Regions from separate parts of the Zea mays genome. Here regions 1 and 3 are each linked to region 2. The links are chromatin contacts, called in public Hi-C maps. All regions are on one chromosome and are shown on one strand. The core of a region is the stretch at or near the end of the contact, and the rest is flanking DNA. Distances in the headings are between cores, read along the strand shown.

The links. Hi-C and Micro-C count contacts between places; a contact is called where the count stands out from the background.
Region 1: a contact with region 2 is called in a Hi-C map of tassel, with 4 times the contacts expected there. The contact joins the promoter of LOC100381476 here to the promoter of LOC100284496 in region 2. A contact is called at or near these places in 4 of 25 Hi-C or Micro-C datasets (ear, endosperm, leaf and 1 more).
Region 3: a contact with region 2 is called in a Hi-C map of bundle sheath, with 3 times the contacts expected there. The contact joins the promoter of LOC103649859 here to the promoter of LOC100284496 in region 2. A contact is called at or near these places in 5 of 25 Hi-C or Micro-C datasets (bundle sheath, ear, endosperm and 2 more).

Annotation. Positions count from the first base shown.
Region 1 is chr7:33,035,465-33,039,345 of Zm-B73-REFERENCE-NAM-5.0, reverse strand. LOC100381476 (S-adenosylmethionine carrier 1 chloroplastic/mitochondrial) reads right to left here and starts at 1,258. Exons shown (of 11, transcript NM_001174312.1): 1 at 1,038-1,258; 2 at 606-688; 3 at 160-236. The coding sequence starts at 1,089.
Region 2 is chr7:32,711,067-32,714,912 of Zm-B73-REFERENCE-NAM-5.0, reverse strand. LOC100284496 reads right to left here and starts at 1,415. Exons shown (of 2, transcript NM_001157391.2): 1 at 641-1,415; 2 at 1-122. The coding sequence starts at 1,081.
Region 3 is chr7:32,345,708-32,349,534 of Zm-B73-REFERENCE-NAM-5.0, reverse strand. LOC103649859 reads left to right here and starts at 1,324. Exons shown (of 2, transcript XM_020541622.3): 1 at 1,324-1,635; 2 at 1,785-3,827. The coding sequence starts at 1,447. The coding sequence ends at 3,338.

The sequences.
Region 1 (3,881 bases), core at 9-2,508, 320 kb before region 2:
AAACATCAGGGGAAAATAGCTAAGAATATGCAATACTTCAATACATTAAAAGATAAGTGACACATCCAGGTTCCTTCTGCTTGTATTGCTAACAGCATGATAGCATCCTATAGGCTAGCATAAAACTTCTTCAGTCTTCACTGTAATACTAATACTCACGGAAGAACACCGACAATATTTCCAGCTAACCCATCATACATGCCTTTCCATTGAATTTTACTTCCGCCTTGTGCAGCCTATATAAAAAATGAGAAAAAGAAATCTCATAAAGTTGATGTATGAACTTGTATGAACTTCTGTGTTGCTCCAGGAATTTGATTCCTCGGCAATGGGCAAGTAAATAAAACTGATACAAGCTGTCCCACTACAAAAACACATGAGCCTTGTAGGCACCACAAGCACATCCAGGAGACTTGGTAGCGAAAGAGATTGCAGAGACACATTGGTATAAATTTACTAAGGATGGCATCAGTCAGGGCCATGAATCAGTAAGTGTTAAACATAAGTGTATTACCATGCATCCGAGAATGAACAACTTGGAGAATGATGGTTGCATGATAAGCTAGACAAACGGGGTGCTGCATTCAAATGTAAAATCAGCTTACCTGAAGCCTGGTCTTTATTGTATCAATAGGATATAAAGCTGTTTCAACAACAACACCAGCAGCTCCTCCAGCCAAGGCCCCCTCTGGAATTGTAAAAGGCACGTCAAGCAAATGAGGCATAAGGACAACCAAGCCTACATTGTATACCATAAATCTAAATCCAACTGCTGAATAGAGAACTCTACTGTAGATCAGATGTATGATATCGTAGTGCATTTGCTGTAACAACTCTTAGATGTCTAAAGTACTGCATGCTTGTATACCCCGGTAAACAAATAGATATGCATTCCTTGAGCCCCTCTATCCGCATAGTCCAATCTCAGATGTGAAAACTTAAACTCAATGAACAAACATTATCCATTAACCAAGCTCCTAAATGCATCTGGCGTTCGATCCGCTGGCAATACTGTTTATGAAGCAAAGGCCCCCTACCAAAAAGGACTTGGAGGAGATCGCACGATTCCCCATTTCCACCTCCGCCCATGCGCTTGTCAAGACTTCTCTGCACGGTTCAGTCGGCAATTACAAAATTCGATGCAAGAAAAGAGAGGAGATGCCAGCAGATTTTGCTGAGTCGCCCACCCCTTGTAGATGCTCCAAGATGCACAAGAAATCGATCCTGACGGCACCGAATCTGGCGGTGGAAATGGGGGTGGCGGGGATTTGCGAGAAATGGGTATTGGGGAGGGTTTTGCCGCCAGGCTGTCAAAGGTTTTTTAGCAGTCCATGTTAGGCTTGTGCCAATGCAGGCTATAGTGAGGGCGATAGCGCCCAGCAGGAGGCGAGAGCGGGGCTGGAGGCAGGCGAGAGCGACTCGGCGGGCGCTACTGCCACCGCCCGGCGAGAGCGGGCGATATCGCCCCGCTCTCGCCTGCACTGGAGCGCACGCCGGGCGAGAGGGAGGCGATAGGCAGGCGAGAGCGGGGTGACGCGTTGGCGATGGCGTCTTCGCGGGCGAGAGCGAGGGGCGACAGTGAGGTGGCGGCTTCTGATTGGTCCACGTGTGCTAGCCGTTGCAACTAGCCGTTTTTGACCGTTTGGAGTCCAAAAAATTCGAAAAAAATTGCAAAAAATCACAAATTTCATCCCCAATCCATCTATATATACCCCTACCCGGGTGGAGCTCATTCCACACACCATTCCATCTCATTTTTCTCTTCCAAACTCCCCTTTCTTCACACAATGTCGGGTTGGTCCCCAGATTTGAACACCTTCACGGATCTCTTGCAGTCCGATGGGTCACCTACAACCCTTCCATTAGATGAGTCTTCTTCACTACATCGTCGCTCCGATGTTTCAGCCTCACTCCCCCGTGCACTATTTCCGGCTGCGCGTCCACCACCATACCCTTATCCCTATCATTTGTATCAATATCCACCGTCTTCATATGGTCAACCTCCAACTTCCCAAGCCGGAATTCAAGCTTCATTCCCGGTACGTCCGTATGCCCCTCCCCCACCTGCTGCGGACGGAAGTCAAGCTTCTTTCCAGATACCTCCATACGCCCCTCCTCCATATGCTCCACCTCCGTATGGAGTACCTCCTTATGCTCCATATGCTCCACCTCCGTATGGAGCACCTCATCCATATGCTCCACCTACGTATGGAGCACCTCCTCCAGTTGCACCTTTATCTGTTGGATCTGGAAACCAAGCTGAGGAAAATCCCGTGCCGAAGGAAAAGCGTCCAAAGAGGCTAGAGTGGACGAAGGAAGACGAGGAAAAGCTGGTGAGTGAATCGTTTCTCATTTATTTAATCTTGATTTTTTTAGTTTACTTATATTATAGGTTTTATTGTAGGTTAATGCTTGGTTTATGCATTCTAATGATCCCATCTCCGGCAACAATAAGAGTGGATCAAGTTTCTGGGGCCAAATAGCGGCAACATATAACTCCACCTCCGACCCTATCCGTCATCGAACCGCCAATCAACTTAAAGATCATTGGGTCACCTACAACCGGGAGGTGACCAAGTTCAATGGATTCTACCTCCAAGAAGAAAGGTTGCGTCAGAGCGGAGCTGACGATGCAATGGTCATGGATGCAGCAATGGCGAGGTTCGAGGGTAAAATGGGGCATCCATTTAAGCGCCATCATTGGTGGCAAGTTGTTCGCTACGAGCCCAAGTGGTCAGCAAAGCATGGTCTTGGTAGTGGATCTGATTCGACTGCGAATAAGAGAACCCGACTCGGAGTCTCTGGTGAATATAGTTCTGGAGGCACTGAAGACACCGAGGAGGAAGTGCCCCGACCAGTGGGGCGTGATAGGGCAAAGGCGGCTGCGCGAAAGACAAAGACGAAGGGGAAAGGGAAGGAAGCCACGAGCAGCGAATCAACAAGTGAAGCATTCAAAATGAAGAACTTGTGGGGTGGATTAGTGAAGGCCAAGCTTTTGAAGCAATGGAACATCCTAAAGGACCGATCAACCAGAGATATGGACCCGGCTGAAAGACGTACCCATGGCAGGGCCGTAAAGATGGTCGAAAAAGAACTTGGTCTGCTAGATGACGAAGAAGAGGAACCGGAAGCGGAACGTGAAGAGGAGGAAGATGAGGATGAGATCGAGGAGTCCGATTAGAGTTATGTAATTTTATTTTAATTATCATGTCATTTTATTTTAATTATTATGTACTTTGTAATTTTTAATTCAATAAAAAATATTATGTTGTGTGTTTTCTGAGCGTTGAAATAAATCCGCGTGAATTACTTAATTCTGAAATAGAAAAGCTGACGTGGCTATAGCCTGAGGCTGTAGCCTGCTGCAGCCTATGCACTGGAGCAGCAGGGGCGAGAGTAGAGACGAGAGCTGACGTGGCAGGGGCGAGAGGGAGGCACTGGAACTGCTACTCCAAACAGTCAAAAATGCCTAGGTGGACCAACTAGAATGTGCCAACTCACTCTCGCCTCGCGCTCTCGCCCACCGCGCCAGCGCGTCGCCCCGCTCCCACCCTCCTCTCGCCTGAGCACGCTCTCCAGTGCAGGCGAGAGCGAGGCGACAGGCACGCTGTCGCCGGGCGACGTGGCCATCGCCCGCTCCCGCTCTCCCGCCCCTCTCCCGTCCCACTCTCGCTCCCGTACGCTCCTCTCGCCCGTGCTTCCCGTCTGCACTGGCACCAGCCTTAGCCTTCGTCTCAAGAAGTTTTTTTTGGTCAGTTCGTCGCTGCACTGGCCACATTAGCCAGAAAAAACAGGAAAATCTGAAAATTCGTTCAACAATTCGGCCGCGCTGTCTCCTTCCTCTAGCAGCCTTCGTCAACCACGAGTCCTTTCGATTCTTC
Region 2 (3,846 bases), core at 166-2,665:
GCCGTCATCAGCACCGTCTTGTCCGCCGTCGCCGCTCGCCGGAGCAGGTCCGCCAGATCCTGGGACGCTGGTGGTGGGCTCTTCTTCTGCTGCTTCGGCTGCGGTCTATGGTGGGAGGTGGCCTGGTGGGTGGTGGGGAACATCAGATTTACCTCGGAACGCTAATGAATAATCGGAGACAAGATGAGTAAATTGTGAGGCAAGAGCAGCCGCGCTGATTGATCGATGCTAGTTCACTTGTTATTATTCGATCTCTGAGCAACTGTAAGTTAATTAATGAGAAGAACTAACTAGAAAATTGTGCACAATAAGTAAAATTTGCGCTTAAAGTATGCGCTCTTCTGACATGCACCACTGTACCGTCCTTCAGCTGGCCATGTTAGGTTAGGTATGAACATTATTTGGAAATTATGTGTTATTAAAAAAAACAACTTTATTTGAAACAACGCAGTGACCAGGCGATCGAAGTACAGAATGTAATAAACAGCCAGAAAAACTATTAATAACCTAATTTCGGGAAAAAAACCTACTAGACAACAACGAAATTCTACAAGCGACGGGTAATCACCCCAACCGCTGAGTTTTGTTGAACAAATCATAATGGCAACCGGACAGTAGAAGCCAAATATCAACGACTTACCTCGTGGGTAGTTGACGTGGCAGGCATCACAATCCGCCGCTGCTCCTCCTCCTTGCTCTGACCATTCTCCTCCGCTGTGGCGTCGCCGCCTCTGTGGTCGCCGTCGCTGCTCGCAGCCACACGTTCTTCCCCGCCCTCTCCCGTGGCGGCCTCCTGCCGAGCGGCGGCCGTGTCGCCGGTCTCCTGCTCCCGCCGCGGCGTCGTCGGCGGCGGCGATCCCGACCTGGGCGCGGCGGCAGCGGCGCTGCCGAGGTCGCGGCAGAGGGAGGTGTAGAGCAGGAAGAAGGCGGTGGCGAGCGCGGCGCCGAGCAGGAGCGACGTGGCCGACTTCATGGCCCCCCGCCGGGCGCCTCCGCCTCCGCCTACTCCTAGTCCTAGCGAACGGAGGAGCTGCAGCGGGCCGGCTTGCTGCGGTTGCGGCCTATTCATCATCATCATCATCCGGTGGCCGGCGGCTCTGTATTTATAGCATTCCGTGTAAGAAAGAGGAATTGATCGGTCTACTACCTACGCCGTGTCATGTGCGCGAGGGGTGAGCGGCCATGTGCGAGCGAGCGAGCATGGAAGGTGGCGCGGCGCGAAGGAGGGCCGGGGCCGGGCCACGAGCCCACGAATGATTGATTGATCGAGGTCGAGGAGCGAAGGGAACCGCAGAGGCGGACAAGGAAGCTCGCTCGCTGGTGCTGAGATGGATCGCTAGCTTGGGTTGGTTTGGAGGTCCGCGTCTACCTGAGCTGAGGATGCGTGTGCGAATCAATGGTCCGCTGCTCGCCCGCGCAACGGGAGTCAGGAGGGAGGGGGAGTTCGCTGAGGGCTTGTTATCAAAGGTAATGAAGTGGATTGAGGGGGCTAGAATCCCCTACTACTTAATTTTGAATAGTGAGGGATTATAGCCCACTCAATCCCCTCCATTACCCTTTGTCCCAAACAAGCTCTGAGGAGGAAAAAAAGGTACATGGTAGGGTGGGTGGGTGCGCCGTGGCGATCCTTGGTGGCTACTCGTCAATCTTGGTGGTGGCACGGAACACGGAAGCGAGAGTGATTGAGCCGCAGAAGAAAGCTACGTGGTTTGACTTTTGGCTTTGGCTTTTGCCCCCTAAAAGTCAAAAGCCAACCAAAGGGCTGGATTCAGGAAGCAGCTTTTTTCTAAAAGTCAACTTTCTCGTAGTGCAAATCTGAAAGCACCTCTGGACCTGCTTTTAGTGACTTTTCGGATGGAACTGTGAAAACATATATCAAAGAATTTTTAACGACTTTTAGTGGTTTCCACCAAACGGTTTTTAGCTTTTTAACAGCTTACAGCCTACAGCAGCTTTTTCCACAGCTCACAGCCCACAGCAACTTTTTTCACAGCCACAGCCCAACCAAACAGACCCATAGTCAACTTTAATACAAAACAATAACCATATATATATATATATATATATATATATATATATATATATATATATATATATATAATGTCAGATATACGTTAACAACGACGAAATTATTATACATGTGGCTATTTTCGGAGGGGCGGAAGGGCTGATGGAGTGGATGTCAACGGCGAAACAACTCGTCACCTACTCCTGTTTTCTTTTTCCAGGGCAGTGGCAGACAGCGCTACACACATGGGCGACTTGGCGATGGCGCGAGGCCCCCACCCTCCAGGACGACAACACGCCAACGGTGCACCCGCGCGGTCAACGGTGCACGCCGCTGTTTTCTCAAACGCCATTTGTACGCGGGTGTTTTAGGGGGTGTTTGGTTTCTAGGGGCTAATGTTTAGTCCCTTCATTTTATTCCTTTTTAGTGTATAAATTGCTAAATATAGAAACTAAAATAAAGTTTTAGTTTCTATATTTGGCAATTTTGGAACTAAAATGGAATAAAATCTAGGGACTAAATATTAGTCCCTAGAAACCAAACACCCCCTTAGTTTAAAATTTGTTGGACACACTGTAATTCCAAACAAACACTTTATATGTTAAGGAGTGCAAACACTACCGGAACAAGGCGTTTTGCCGAGTGCCTAAAGCACTCGATAAATCCTAAAAAACACTCGGCAGGACTTTGCCGAGTGCAATACTCGACAAAGAGGGCTCGGCGAACAGTAAATCGGTAAAGGCTTCTTTACCGAGTACTTTTTATCGGGTGCCAGACGGTACTCGGCAAAGAAAAGCAGCCGTCACGGAGGCGGGTGACGAAGACGGCGGCTTTACCTAGTGTTCTAGGTAACACTCGGTAAAGACGACGCTGCCTTTGCCGAGTGTCTCCTAATACACTCGGAAAAGAAGTTACCACTTTGCCGAGTGTCTGCCGACCTGCACTCGGCAAAGGCTCCACCAGCGGGTCCCTTTGTCAGGATCTTTGCCGAGTGCTCTAGGAGGTACTCGGCAAAGCTTGCCTCTTTGACGAGTGCCAGGGCCACAACACTCGGCAAAGAAGCTATACCGGTGCCCAGGTATTGCTTCTCTACCGAGTGCTATGGCGCTGACACTCGGCAAAGTGACCAGTATACACTTTTTATTTGTTTTTTCTATTCCATCTAGACAAACAAAAGATACATCACATATATCGCATATATACATCACTGATTTCATCACAGACATAAATATTCAACACAAACATAAATATCCAAGTTCTGAACACAAACATAAGTATCAAGAACATAAGTCTCATAAGTCGAAATGACGAGACGGATGACGAAAGTTTCTAACACAAACATAAGTATTCAACACAAGTTCTGAAGTCTCAACACTTAGAACATAACTCTCATCAAGGTGGGCGGCTGGACTGGTGCGACGATGGACCGGGCGATCCATGAGGGTTGTTGGATGCCGCCCTAGATTGGCCCCTTGTCACACCCGGGCTTTAAGGGACAAAGCCGGGTGTATCTCATACATGCGCCAAAGAAGACAACATATATAATAACAGAGTGTATAAAGATAAATGTCACAATAATCAGAGTACTTATTACATAGCGGAAGACTTACAAAAAAAATAAAAGATAAATATAACAGGATTTAAAATCCATCCTTGGCGCCAGAAAGTCAACTGGGAGACGCCACCTAGATCGAATCGAACTCCTCGATGTGTGGCTCCTCTTGAACCACCTGTACTTCTCCTGTGGGGGTGTGAGACAGCAAGGGTGAGCTCACACATGATCATAGCTCAACAAGTTGTGGGGAATAATGTGGCATGAACTCACCAAAGCTGGGAGT
Region 3 (3,827 bases), core at 75-2,574, 370 kb after region 2:
AGTTCCTTGTGTACTGCTATGTGTGGATGGATTCTTTTCCTGTGGCCACAGAGTCACAGACATGATGCCTGTTGCTAAAGATGCTGGGCCCAGCCCCGGTCCTGGATCTGCCCATCTGCCCCTAGTTTCGTCTACTAGACTAGACTAGAAAGCACCACTGCTAGCTAAATTCACAAAAAGAATTTCCATGCTCATTGTCTACTGCTAACCAAGACGCCTAAAAAAGATTTCCAAGTTGCCTAAAAAATATCTCCAAGTTGCTTCTACGAGGCCAAGGCCTTTTAAAGAGGTGTTTTAATGCACTAGAACTAATAGTTAGTTAGCTAAAAATTATTAGTAAAATTAGCTGGCTAACAAATAACTACCTAACTATTAACTAATTTATTAAAAATAGCTAATAGCTGAACTATTAGGTAGGATGTTTGGATGTCTCAACTAATTTAATCCACTAAATATTAGTTTTAGTGCATTCAAACACCCCCTAAAATATTCTCAAAGTTTCTTATTAGGTGATGCTGGACCGAACATACATATGACCGTGCAAAACACTATTTCGTACTATAAATGGTACTATTTATAGTGTGGAGTTTAAAATAGAGGGTTAGATTGGGGTGCGATGCGACTGCTGAAGACAGCTTTCGCCCGCTGTTGGTTCTCACACTAACCTTTTCTTTTTTTTGTACTCGGTGCATGTATCCTATTATATTCTAAAAGCATGTAGCGTGCATGGACAAGGGGACACGAGACTGGAAATGGGGTGTTCGAGGAACAAAGCAACTGTGATGTGTTTTAAAGAGGTGTGGAGTTGATTTCTGTGTGAATTTTATTTTAAGTGGTCTATAGTTGATCTCTGTGGCTGGTCATTGCATCTGCTGCCAACTTTATTTGACTTGAGGTTTGTCCATTTGATAGACCTCTGTGTCTGCCTGATGATTTCAGGAAGAAGTTGAAACTGCAGTCTCCCCGTGCATGGCTGGGGTCTTCTGATGCTTTCTGGCTTTTGTTTGCCTCTGCACCTGCTGTTTGACTGTTCTCCACGGGACCTGCTGTTTGCACGGCAGTGGTCTAGTCTCTCCAACCCCAAAAACATAAACAGCAGCCGTTTCCTCTCTGGCGTCCACGCGCTGTGCTCTGCTGACCAGTGACCACCCAGGCAGGCTCATCCTAGTGATTGGTGCCTTTGCCGCGTGTACAGGGAGTTCTAGAAGCTTTTTATCCCGTGCTCTGGTCTTCTTCTAAGATCCGGTGTTCAACATGACCAAAAGCTACCCTCTGTATAGTTTCATGCCTTTGCTGAATTCCTTTTCCATCCGTGCACAAAAGTACAAGCGCTCGATTTGTCTTTTTGCTTTGTTGTCTGGTCATTGTCAAATATCACTGCAGCCCTCATTTGTTTTTTTTTTCACGTGCCACCTGGCAGATTCTCATATTGTTAAGTCGAAAAGGATGTTCATTTCGGCATTAATTAGGTCAGAAACACAGTCACTCATCAGTATTTTTCTTTCACACACCAACTCATGTGCACCGGTCACTACCAGACCCCCGTTGTTGGGCATCACATTCACATTTCCCTCAAGAATGTCTTTATATACACTTGTGAGAACTACTCATCACTTCCTTGCACTTCAGTTGAGGGTAGGTCCTTGCTCCTTTACAGCTAGTAAGCTAAATATTTTCTGGTGATCCATTGTTCCTCACCTCAGTGGAACACTTTTGATTCTGTCCAAGATTTTGTCCATATGTTTAGTCTCCTCATGTACAATTGTGTTTTTTTTTCTGAACAGGGAAGGGATGCTACAAATACTTATTGGATCCTAATGACCGAGATGGTCAGTTCTATGGTTGTCCAGGAGACAGTTAGCCAAATTCTATCCGGTCTGGTTCACAGCTACGAGGGCAAAGAAGACTCAAATCCAAATGATAACTTGGAGAGGCTTGAGATGGCGCATATCAAGCTGGAGGCAGCTCTTGAAACATGCAGCAAGTGGCACGTCACTGATTTGTCATTGCTGCGTTGGCGCAAGAAGCTGAAGCGAGCTGCTAAAGAGTGTGATGACACGCTATACAAATACAAGAAGATGATCCTCGAAGATGAGCAGATGGAACAGGAGGTTAGGAATTCCTACTTTCCAAGACGAATAGCACATGCTACCAAATCCTTTATTTTCTCTGGCTTTGGCCGCAACAGCTTTGAGTCCAGCAGATCTGCTGTTAGAAGATTTGAGTGGTTTGCAGACAGTGCTAGTGAGCTTCTGAGATTCATAGAGCTTGGTGGCACACCTTGCTGTCACATGCCATTCAACTCTTTTGCCAAGCACCTTTTTGCAGGCAAGGAACTACAACATAAAATTGTTCACGGAAACGAGTACCCATCGCTTCTACTATGGTTGGTGCCCTTTGTTACGGAAGAGCACGGAATAGAAGCGTGCCTGGTATTTATCAAGAAAGACAGAAATACGCTGGAGGATGAGTTTTTCTTTAGTGTAATACTGCAGCTTTCAGAAAGTACAGACATAGTTGGGACCGCAGTTAAGTGCTTGCAGTTGTTCCCCCACCATTTTCAGCCCACAGTTGATACTATCAAGAAAGAACTTACTCAGCTGAGTACACAGGACTTTTCATGGGTGCCATATGTTGATCTATGGCACAGAAGACACTGGGACAATCTCCTTAGGTTTAGCACTCAATGGTTTCGCCCAGATCCATTGTGTTGCAAGCAGCATGATCAGCAGCATAGGCTTCAGTATAGTAACCTAGGCACAGTTGATGCTTCCCTGGATTCAATTATTGAAGTAAATATGCAGTGTCAGATCTCGCTACCGGAGTACAACAAGCAACGGGCCGCACTGTCTGAATGCAAATATTCTCTGCGTGACTATCAGAAGCTGAAAGCTGGATTCCTCTTTACTCCCCATGGTCCTTCGGAAAACATGCTACCTGCAGATACAAGTTCTATGGTGGCGCCGCCGATCTTCAGGAGGGGACAACATTGCGAGGATACTGATAATATTACCTTGGAACAACTGAAAGAGATCATGCTGCCAAAGGCGATAGATTACTTCCGACAGAACACTGAAGCGACAGTCTACCAAATACTTTGGAAGGCTATACATGGCACTGCGTACATTCATTTTGGGAAGCCAACTTCTAGGGGAGCTAGGAAAAGAAAACTAGTCCAACCAAAGGATCAGGATGTGCAGCATCGGACGCGTATGATCTCTCACTTGCTCGACTTATGGGCTGCACATGCTCCCGTTAGGCTACGAGGCTTCATCTTGGACTGGATTCAGAAAGAAAAGGAAAGTCAGTTAGCAGCACCAGTGCACCACTGTTCCTGAAGTTCTAAATCAATTAACCTGGAGAGGTAAGAGATTAACAGGAACATATGAAAGGTTGGATTACTACTATCGACCTACATTAGGAACTTATGACATCACTTGTTCTCAGTCTGAGTTATGCATATATGACCAGGTGATCATGTGATGGGAATTACATGGGAGTAAAAAAAAAGTAACCTTTTGTTTTTCTTGTGTGTGTGTGTGTGTGTGTGTGTGAACTTTGCTGTGAGCCTAAAATCCAGTAACACAAAACAAAACAAAAGGTAGCGAGATCAACAAACTTGGATATCTACAAGCAATGGGCAAGCGGTAGTGACGTGTGGCTTTCCCATCTCCAAAACACCATGATTTGCTGAACTCCTTTTCCATTGGTGCACACGTAGTACGTAGAAGTGCTCAGGTTGTCATTTGCTTTATAGTTCGGTCCTTGTCAAATATCATCATCAGATTCTCATGTCCCTGCTAAGTCAAAAGGATAATTCAGTGCCA